2 separate regions of the Hordeum vulgare genome follow, and region 1 is linked to region 2. Evidence: chromatin contacts called from public Hi-C data. All regions are on one chromosome and are shown on one strand. Each heading gives the region's core, a stretch centred on a gene start, on an enhancer-like site or on the middle of the called end of the contact. The rest is flanking DNA. Distances are from core to core; before and after follow the strand shown.

Region 1 (5,057 bases), core at 1,348-3,847, 130 kb before region 2:
CAAAATTATGAAATGGAGAACGATTTTGAAAAACCCCGTCAAATTTGAAAGCGCGAACAAATTTTGTAAGCACGAACATTTTTTGAACCTTGAGAACAAATTTTGAAACCGATAAAATTTTCGAAAAATCCTAAACAAATCTGGAAGCGCAAACTATTTTTTAAAGAATGAACATTTTTTGAATCTTGAGAACATAATTTTTGAAGTACAAAAAATTTGAAAAACACCGAACAGATTTGGAAGCGCGAGTAATCTTTTAAAGCACGAACATTTTTGAATCTTGAGAACACATTCTGAAACCGATAACAATTTGAAAAAATCCTGAACAAATTTGGACGCGCCAACAATTTTTTAAAGCACGGACATTTTCTGAATCTTGAGAAGAAAATTTTGAAATGGAGAACAATTTTGAAAACCTCCGAACAAATTTGGAAGCACGAACAATTTTTTAAAGCACGAACATTTTTTAAATCTTGACAACAAATTTTGAAACCGAGAATAATTTTGATATATCCTGAACAAATTCAGAAGCTCGAAGAGTTTTTGAGAATCCCAAACATTTTTTCAAGTTATGAATGTTTTCGAAAAAAGAAAAGTATTTGAAATTTAGAAAAAATAAAAAATAAAAACATCTTTTGTATTTGAAGAAAAAACAATTCCAGAACATTTTTTTGAAACAGAAACAGAAAAGAATAAACAAAAAGAAAACAAAGAAAAACCGGTCAAGGGAACCTTCTAGAATTTTCCTAGAACCGGAAAAAACTGGCCGAGAATCTCCCAAAACCGGGATTAGTGAAAGGCGCTAATGGGCCAGCCCATTCAAATCCCTCGCCTCCTCTCGCCTCTGCGTTTGCCCGACAACGCATCAAATAGTAGATTCCTAACTTCACCACTCGATAAGTTCCACACCATGAGAGAGGGGGCAAACCTCCGCGATGCGCCCGCGCACGCCGGAGGGGAACCCTAGCCGCCAAGCCCATCGGCCCCGCCTCCATCCCCTCCTCCCCACTGCCACCGACAAGCGCTGACGGGCTAAGTCGATTAGCGCGATGTCGGTGGGCCCTTCCCCCTCCTCTGCTCGTGGGAGGCCTTCGCGGGGCGGCGCCCTCTGGTGGCGGCGCTGGGTAGTCGTGGGGCCCAGCAACGCGATGGCGGATGCATGACGCGGTGGAGTGGCTCGTTGGTGGTGGCGCGTCGGCGTCCTGCATCCCGCATGCGGCGCATCAGCTGCGGAGCTCCCATCTCGGGAGGTGGCATGCGGACGGATGCCTGACCGGATCTGGCCTTGGGGGTTGGCCGGCAGCGCGGATCTGATGGTCCCCGGCGGTGGCATGCCTCCTGGACGCTGGTTTTCATGGGGGCTACTCTGGGAGGCTACGCGGGTGTCTTGAGCGGATCGGCTGGTCCTCTATGCAGCCTTAGGTGGCGAGCGCGGGTCAGGTCTGTTGGAAGGCATGACATCTGGCGGCCGGTGGCCCGAGGAGTGGCTTAGGTACGTTACCGCGGCTGTGGTGGTGGACGATGCCCGGTGGTGCTCACCTACAAGGGATTGACTTGGTGTGTGTTGGATGCCTTCGCGTTGTGCCCTTCCTGCTTGGTGCTTGTTGTGGCATCGGTCCGAGGGTTGTTCTTTGGGCATTGTTGTGTCATCGTACGGATCGACACCGGTGACCATGAACATGGAGGCAGCGGCCAACGATAGGCACTCGGTTGTATCTCCTCTGATCCACCAGGACCGGCTAGGGACACATGCACCGGCGTCCTACTATGGTGGTGTTGACCCAAACCCAGTGGCTGATGTCGGGCTGAGAGTGAAAGTTGGTCCCTTTCACTCTTACAACTGAGGTTCAGTGGTCGTGACGTGGATGGTCGGTGTTACCCAGGGGCATGGATGCGAGGACGGCAGTCCCGGACGGCGGGCTCCATAGTTGGCTTTTCGGCACGCAGTATGGTGACGGCGCTGGCTTCGTCATTTGGTCGTGTGGACGACTAGGGATGTAGTGATGAGAGGCGCAGGCCTGCTCTGGCAGGGCCCAAATCTGTGGTGGACAATTTGGACCTCGTTGGGGTGGTGGTCGGGGCTCCTCTTGGTGGCACACACGAGTGTCCGAGTGAAAGATCTGTGCTTCTCATGCCGGCGACGGTGACACCCGTGGGTGCCGCTTGCTTCTTGAATACAGTGTCGTCTCCCGGTGAAAATATTTTTCTGTTGCCAGACTCGGCAGCGGTGATGCTTGGCGCTGTCATTCTCTTGGGGACGTTGTCATTGAGCTCAGGGGTCTTTGTTTGGTCCTCGACAAAGTGTTAGGCTTGTTCTAGGTTCATGTTTTATCTTTTGATTTGCCATGTAAGAGATCCCCCATCATATTGTATCGTTCAACCATGAACTTTAGTTCGGTGTTTCATTTATGAAGCAGGACGACAGCCTATTTCGAGACCATGAGAGAAAGAGAGAGAGGGGCAGAAGAAAGGTTGAGTAGGCTGAACCTCGTAGTGAGCTTAAGTGCACAATGGACCTGCCGAGTGATGGATCTAAGCCCGAGGCCACGGAGGTCCGGGGTCGTGGCATGAAGCCCAACTCCTTTATATAATGTAGCATTATACTGTAGCAATTGATGCAGTATACAAAAGGGGCCCAGGCGGCCCGCTGGGCTGGATCCGGCCCTGGACCTGCCTCTCTATTTTGAAATTAAATGAAGGGGCAAAACACCTCCAAAATATGATATTTTTTGTGTAGTCGATGACAAGAGAGTTACCTCTTCAAGAGATCACGATGGTGCGCTGCCAGTTTAAATCCACAACGCGGTGGTGGAATGGTTCTTACGGGTGTGCTTGTAGAAGTCGGTGGAGTTGAACTCACCGCTTTTGAACTCCTTATTCCTAAGAGCAACTCTAGTAGACCCCGCAAAATGATCGGTCCGTAAAAAATCCGGCGACTACGGGTTTGGGCTCTTTTTCCTTTCAGAGCTGATACTGCAAACGCGATCCGATCAGGAAATTTTTTGCGGTGGCCCGTAAACGCGACCGCTCGACCGGCATAACTGCGGGTTCGACCGTTGGATGCTGGTCGAAACCCTATCCCTCCGCCGCGAAGAAAAGCCCCCCCCCACCTCACCGCTGGCGCCTCCAATCCGCCGCCACGCGCTTCCATTCCGCCGCGTAGCCGCTCCAATCCAGCGTCCTTGATGGCCAGCTCCGGTAGCCGTAGGAACGACGACCCCGAGAGGGCTCGTCGCATCAGATCCGACGCCGCCCGTAAGCGTGCCGTCCGCCGGTACACGCGGTGGGGCCTGACACTGCTGTCGTCGCTCCTCCATCGCGAGACAGAGGAGTACGACCGCGCGCGCGGCCGTCTCTTCTCCGGCAGCAACTCATTCGAGGCGTCGAGCTCGCGCTCGTCCTCCTCCCTCCCACCGGTGAAGATGGAGCCGGAGGCCGAGGTGGTGCCGGAGCGACGTGCTGGGGCCGTCGTCGGACCGGAGGATTTCCTCCCTCCGGTGGAGGCGGATAGCCTCCTGCCCGTGTTGCTGGCGCGGAATGCACAGGAGGTGGAAGAGGACCAGCAGCGCCGCCGGAGGGAGGAGGAGATCGACACCGTGCTCTACGAGCAAGGTGTCGCGTCGGCCATCGCCTTCGGCCACAAGGTGGAGGAGTGGCGTCGCGAAGCGATTGCGTAGAAGCGCATTTACGTCGAGCTCTCCTCCGACGAGGACGACGATGACGAAGTCTAAATGTAGGATATCTACTACTGCACGAGCTCGACTCCGGTGAGCTCCATTTTGCGTAGTGCGGTAGGATAGGTAGTAGCTCTGGTGAGCTCCGATGAGCTCCAGTAGATGATGCCCCCCTCTAGTTGAATGTAGTGTTGTATGATCATAACTATGGTTCCAATTTTGCCCGCAAATGTTTATTTTTTAAATTATGCAGTTTTATTATGCGGGTTCTATTCTACAGCGCAACTTTTCGTCGTGCAAAGCCCCACTTCGTCGAACTGCAAAACGCGTTTGCAGGTTGTGATTATACAGAGTCTGCTAGAGTTGCTCTAAGTATTTCTGGTTGTCTCGGCCTTGTTAATTATTATTATGGCCTTGCTCTTCTTGTACTCCCTTTTGCCATGTTGGACTCTAAAAAGGTAAGAAATATAGTGGGCATCAATCGATGAAGAGGCCGGAAGCTTGCACTCTCTTTTCAGAAAAACTGCATCGTGCAGCTCATGCCTCCGGTACATGTAGTGGTAGTGAATTACTTGCATTCATGCTAATATCTGCGTATATTCTCCATGACACTATGTTTCTTATATATAAAGAGTTTGTGCCTACATTCAATAGGGGTCTTCAATTAAAATTGAGTCATCGGTTTTTATCGGGTCAATAAATTATGAAAGCTCTCTCACTCAATTATTTTATGTCATACACTATGCTTTTTATTATTAAAGACTTCACAATTAATTAAGGTCTTCAATTTAGAATTGGACCACTCGATATCGACCGGTCAATAATTTCTTCACAAGCTCCACTCAATTTTTTAAATTAATTGTGTTTCCTAATTTTGAAACTCATTCATTCAACTAAGATATTTAGTTTTAAATTTGGTTTATGATTTCGATTGGACCAACGATTTTACAAATCAATCAGTAGCAATAGGCATATAAAAACATGTCAACCCCCTGTACCCTCATCCTACCTAGAACAAAGAAGTATCATCATGCCATATTATAGCACCTATCTAGTACATGCAGCAACACACGCACAAAAAATTCCCACATAAATACAGCTTGGTAGCGGATAACACAAAATAACACCATGATAGGCTCACCAAATCACTGCATTATAAATAAAAATTAAACATACTCCATCATCTCCCCCACCCGCCAAACAAAATATTCCACCAATCCCAAAATACAAGGGGTGTTCGTTTTTTGGAAAGTCCAATTTTCATAACTTTGATCAAATCCAGAGCAAAAAATATCGACATTCATAAGATTAAAGAAAAACATGGAAATGCATTTCATGAAGAATATAATCATACAGATTTAATATTATGAATTTTGATATATT
Region 2 (5,117 bases), core at 2,179-4,678:
AAGGTAGATTTGGGGAGAAAGCAAACGTTAATACTCCCTCCGATCCATATTAATTGTCGCTGTTTTAGTACAACTTTACACTGAAATTGTACTAAAGCAGAGACAATTAATATGGATCGGAGGGAGTAACATGTTCGGGAAAAGAATGCAAACCTGAAAAGTACTCCCCCTTTGGATCCTTTAAAATTGTGAATATAGTAAACAGTCTCCAGTTTCGGAAGAAACGTCTTGGAAAGTTCACCCAGCTTTGGATAGAAAAAGGGCGGGTAATCTTCGCTTATGAAGGAAGTCAAATTTATAAAACCAGAATTACAATAATATTTTTCTACTACTCCGTTCAAGATAATCAATTGAACATGAACCCTTTATTTCTATACTGAAGGATACATCCACTTCTTATCCGATCTAGTTCTCCATTGAAGATAATCATTTTCCGTTCTGTATTAAGAACTGCTTCCTTGTAAAGCTCTTCAACCACAAGCATTTCTACAAAACACCATTGACATCTTACTATAGCAGCAAACCTTGACTTTGACTGAACAGTACAGTAAGAAGGGATAGCTCAAATTTCAAAAATCAGCAGAGGTCACCATTGACATTGAAATAGGGATAAGCCACAAGGAATATCTCGTCTTCAGGCCGCACACGGTCTGCCATTTTGACCTTCGTTGTAAAACCAAAATCTTCGAATAAGGATGGTTTTGTTAGGTAATCCAATTTCAATGAACACCCTTCAAAAGCTGACTGTCTTGCAAAAGTGACCTCTTTTGCCTCAGGGAAGAACTGAAACATGTTGAGACGGGAACAGTAATCAGTTGGTATCGGCCAAAGCATACCCATTGCATAAATTTGCTTTTTCTTTTACTGTAAAGCATAAGCTTGCTTGCTACTCCATTCATAAAATTAAATTGTAGGCATATATACTAATGAATAGAAGAATGTAAAGAAAGACATACAATTCTGGTCCTGGTAACTTTCTCTGCAGGTACAAAGCGATCGCAAAATTCTCTAATGAGAAGCATGCTTCCTGTCATCTCGATTCCACCTTCGCCATCGCCTGAACAGAAAAGAATTGGAGCTTTTTCGCCTTACAAATAACTTATAGTAAGTTAAGTATACAGAAAGCTCATCTATGTGGAACCTGGTACAGATTGTAGTCCTGCTGTAGGAAACTCTATTTCCTGTATTATATGATACATACAAAATCACTGGCAAAAAAGAAAAGAAAAGAAAAAAGTAAAACCAAGTATGTGATAAGAATGACGGTCCAGTCACTCACCAATAGCTGTTTTCCATCCTTAAAAGCTGATTCTGTAGCTTCTTTAGCCTGAGAAATCACTACAGGTATAGCCCATTAGTCGTAACATCATTCATGCATCTTCTTTCAGAAGAAACACCGTCATACAAGCTACCGTGAATGCACTACTTGCATTGTTCATCATCAAAGTAAGAACTTGATATGATCGCCCTCTCTGCCGCATAAGCATGTGAGAGAAGATGCTACCAGCAAGGTTAGCTCAAACTGTACCACCAATTTAGAATGTTCACGGATTCTATCTAGTCTATAGTATCCAGATACAGTATGGTGTCAAGTTGCTGGGCATGAAACTCCACACAACCATTCATATCTGTTACTCAATTTTTTTAACTCAAACTGTTGAGCAGGCCCCGACAGTAAAATGTATGAAAAGACGACATTTACAAAGAAGGGGGTGAGGTGAAAGTACAAAGAGAAGAGCAAAGAAACTCAGCCCTGGCTATCCAGCCAAGTGCTAAGATATGGTCTATCAATCTCCTTCATTCTGCAATAAAGAGGAGGTTCTTCTTAAAAAGGAAGGACCAGGAGCCTAGGCTAGGATTGACATTTTCAAAAATCTTGAAAATTGTTCTGTTTCCATGTTCCAGGCAGCAACAAGGCCTCCATCAAGAAAGGTTTAAAGAGGCTTTGGCAGAGGATAACAGGTTTTCCATCCCATCACATCACAACAAGGGAAGAGGTTAAGAGTTTCCCAACTATCCTTGATGAAGCTGCAGGTTCAGAGCAGATGATCCCTGTTCTCAAGGAGCCCTTCAATGCGAAGAATGCAGCTGACAACATCATCTAAGTGTAAATTCCTTCCTCAGAATATCCTTGGTGTTGAGGCGATCATTGAGAAGAAGACAGAAGAAAGCCATGACTTCAGAGGGGATTTGGAATTCCATATCCAGTTGGAGTGCATAAGGTCTTAGATGAAGCTGAAGGAAAGGTTGTAGATCTTTGTTGCCCAGAAAGAGGCTCCCAGCTGAAACTCCAAATACCAGCACCAGAGGGATTAGGACTGTGTCGAGTGACAATCTGCCTGACAACTGTCCGCAACAATAACTTTGCAGCACTATGAGACAGATCTAATAAATACTGTGTGGAATGTTTGATTTCCCACCTAACTGTGAAGGTAGCCCAATTGAATATGTAACATGCGTGACAAACTGACAATGCATAAACCCTTGCACTGCTTATCTAGGTAAGTTCAATAAGTAAAGTAGGCCACCGGAAATATTTTACAATAAAATGTCTCAGAAAAAAAATGACATAGCTAGTATACAGATATTTCACAACTGCCTGACAGACGACATTTGGCCATTTGAGGTGTGAGTTCATCTCAAGTACAGCTGCACACAATGAGATGCAGGGCCCATATATTAAAGCAAAGCGACTAATATAGATGTGTAAAACTGGCACCGCACCAAAGGCCCCAGAACATTGTAGGAATCCAGTTGTCAATAAACAAGTTTTCACCGGAATTACCTGCACTATGAGTTCTGTGTAATCGCTTGGGAAATCTGCACTGAAGACGTCGCGGGTGCTCTGGTCCCCAGTGACAGCGCAGACATTGAACCAAGTTCTTAAATTCCTCCTTGATATAGCGAAAATGCTCCCACCACCATCGCCACTGTTAATTGTAGGAAATCTCCAATTTGGAACCTTCACAAAATAAACAAAATGCATGAACAGAAAGCTCAAATTTAAAGGGAAAGAAACAGATGAAATAGATAGCTTGTTTGGGATAGTGTACTTGTTTATGTGGGGCAGATGGTTTGAAGGTAAACGGTGCGTTGGAGATTGAATAATTGGTTGCCATGGCCATTGAAGCGGGGTGGGTGGTTCAGACAGAGGGCCAGAGGGGTAGGGGGAGAGGGAGAGAGTATCAGTGTGTGGTAGTGGAGGGAAATTGCTATCGAAAGTACCAGTCTGTTTGGCAAGGCATTACTGTGTGGTCTCCAATTGCTGTGATGAGAAAAATATCTTGCCTGTCATGACAGCGACATCTAGTGTATATATATGCTGCTATTGGTTGACAAGATAATTCATAGACTTTTCTTATCTGGTTTATCCTAAAATATTGATAGTGGGCCAATGTAGCCTTGCTGAGAAACTCTGACTCTTGGCTGAGAAATGGATGTCTGAATGAAATTTAAAGGATACCACTAATGCAGAGTTGATGGCTCCAGTACCTCACTGTCTTGTTTTTAACTTCTTGATTACGATCTTGTAAGGGGTCATCACTAAAGAATTGAACAGGCTCCAACACCTCACTATCCTTTCAAGAACTTCTCATTTGGGTGTACCCCGGCCCCTGACAAAAAGGACAAATTTTGGACTTTGGAGCCATCAGGGCCATCAACTGATCTCACAGACTGCCAGAGTTCCATTTTTCATAACCTTATCATGTCGCCCCTTCTATCATGACAGAAAGGTTATCGACCTCCTGGCATGTCTGATCAATCAAAGGATGTGTGTTGTCATTGGATGAGAAGGAAACAACCTCCCCCTTCAGCTCAACCCAACTACACCCTGTCTCCTTCTTTAAGCCCTGCTCTTTCATGAATCCTCTAACATTGGCAGCACTTCTCCACATCTCTTTTGCAGCATATAAGTTTGACAAGAGTGTATACATTCCTCCATCAGAAGGTTGCGCCTGAAGAACATTCTTTGCAATGACTTCTCCAAGCTGAACATCTCCATGAGCATTACATGCGCTAAACAGTGTCTCCCATGCATTTACTTGAAGGTCAGATGGGATTTTTCTTGTGAATGCATAAGCTTGGTGTACAAAACCAGATCTTCCTAGGAGATCAACCATACAGGAGTAGTGATCAGATCTTGGAACCAAGTTCCAATCCTCTTGCATACTTCTAAAATAGCGGCAACCTTCATATAAATAGCCTTTGTGTGCACAAGAAGACAATACACTAAGAAATGTTGCATGGTCTGGACGAAACCCATCTTCAGTCATCTTGTCAAAGAGCTTCAGAGCTTCAGCAGCCATACCATGATAAGCATATGTCGCAATCATGGCATTCCATGTCACTGTATCTCGCTGCAACATCAGCTCGAAAACTTGGGAAGCTTCAGAAATTAGACCACACTTCGAGTACATAGATATCAATGAGCTCATGACCAAAGCGTCGCGCTCAAAGCCAGTTTTGACTGCACAGAGATGCACCATTTTTCCACATCCAAGTGCAACAAGAGAGGCGCAGATAGAAATAACAACGCTCAAAGTGGCTTGGTCCGGTCTGAGTCCTCCTCTGACCATTTCTGACAGCAAAGCTAGTGCTCCTTCATCTTTGTACCCAGAGATCAGTGTGTTCCACGAGGTCTCATCTTTCTGTGGCATTCTTCTAAACCAGGTATTTGCACTAGCCATGTCCCCTTGTTGAACATAGCCTTGCAAGATCGTGTTCCAAGATACGAGATCCCTATCTGGCATCTCAGCGAACAATCCCAAAGCATCATCCATCCTCTCACTCTGCACGAAACCACCGATCATTGTGTTCCAAGCAACAGCATCGCGATCCGGCATTTCCTGGAACACCTTCCATGAAGCATCAACATCGCCATTCTGCAAGTACCCACGCATAATGGCTGTCCGAGATACAGTGTCCTTCTGGGGCATCTCATCAAACAGCCTCTGCGCAACCTGCATCCTCCCAGCCCGCGCATAGCCTGTGATCATAACATTCCACGAGACAGGGTCCCGTCTCTGCATCCGGCCAAACAGCTCCTCGGCATCCTTCAAGCAACCAAGCGCGACGTAACCCGACAGCAACGCGTTGCAGACAGACGTCGACGGGGA

The links. A called contact is a pair of places that touch in the nucleus more often than the background predicts.
Region 1: a Hi-C map of seedling shows a contact between it and region 2, with 2.6 times the contacts expected there. The contact joins the enhancer-like site here to the promoter of LOC123402653 in region 2. A contact is called at or near these places in 2 of 6 Hi-C or Micro-C datasets (leaf and seedling).

What each region holds. Positions count from the first base shown.
Region 1 is chr6H:34,694,226-34,699,282 of MorexV3_pseudomolecules_assembly, reverse strand. No RefSeq gene overlaps it. Among protein-coding and RNA genes, the nearest start is that of LOC123402384, 11 kb to the right of the region's middle. Within about 2 kb of position 2,597, at least 3 of the 3 cell types and tissues checked have open chromatin away from gene starts, as enhancers often do. A contact at or near this core is called in leaf and seedling, where this site is marked.
Region 2 is chr6H:34,569,292-34,574,408 of MorexV3_pseudomolecules_assembly, reverse strand. It overlaps LOC123402653 (pentatricopeptide repeat-containing protein At4g02750-like), which reads right to left and starts at 3,428. Exons shown (of 9, transcript XM_045096584.1): 1 at 3,054-3,428; 2 at 2,786-2,962; 3 at 1,280-1,327; 4 at 1,142-1,181; 5 at 957-1,057; 6 at 591-783; 7 at 388-486; 8 at 154-271. The coding sequence starts at 3,125.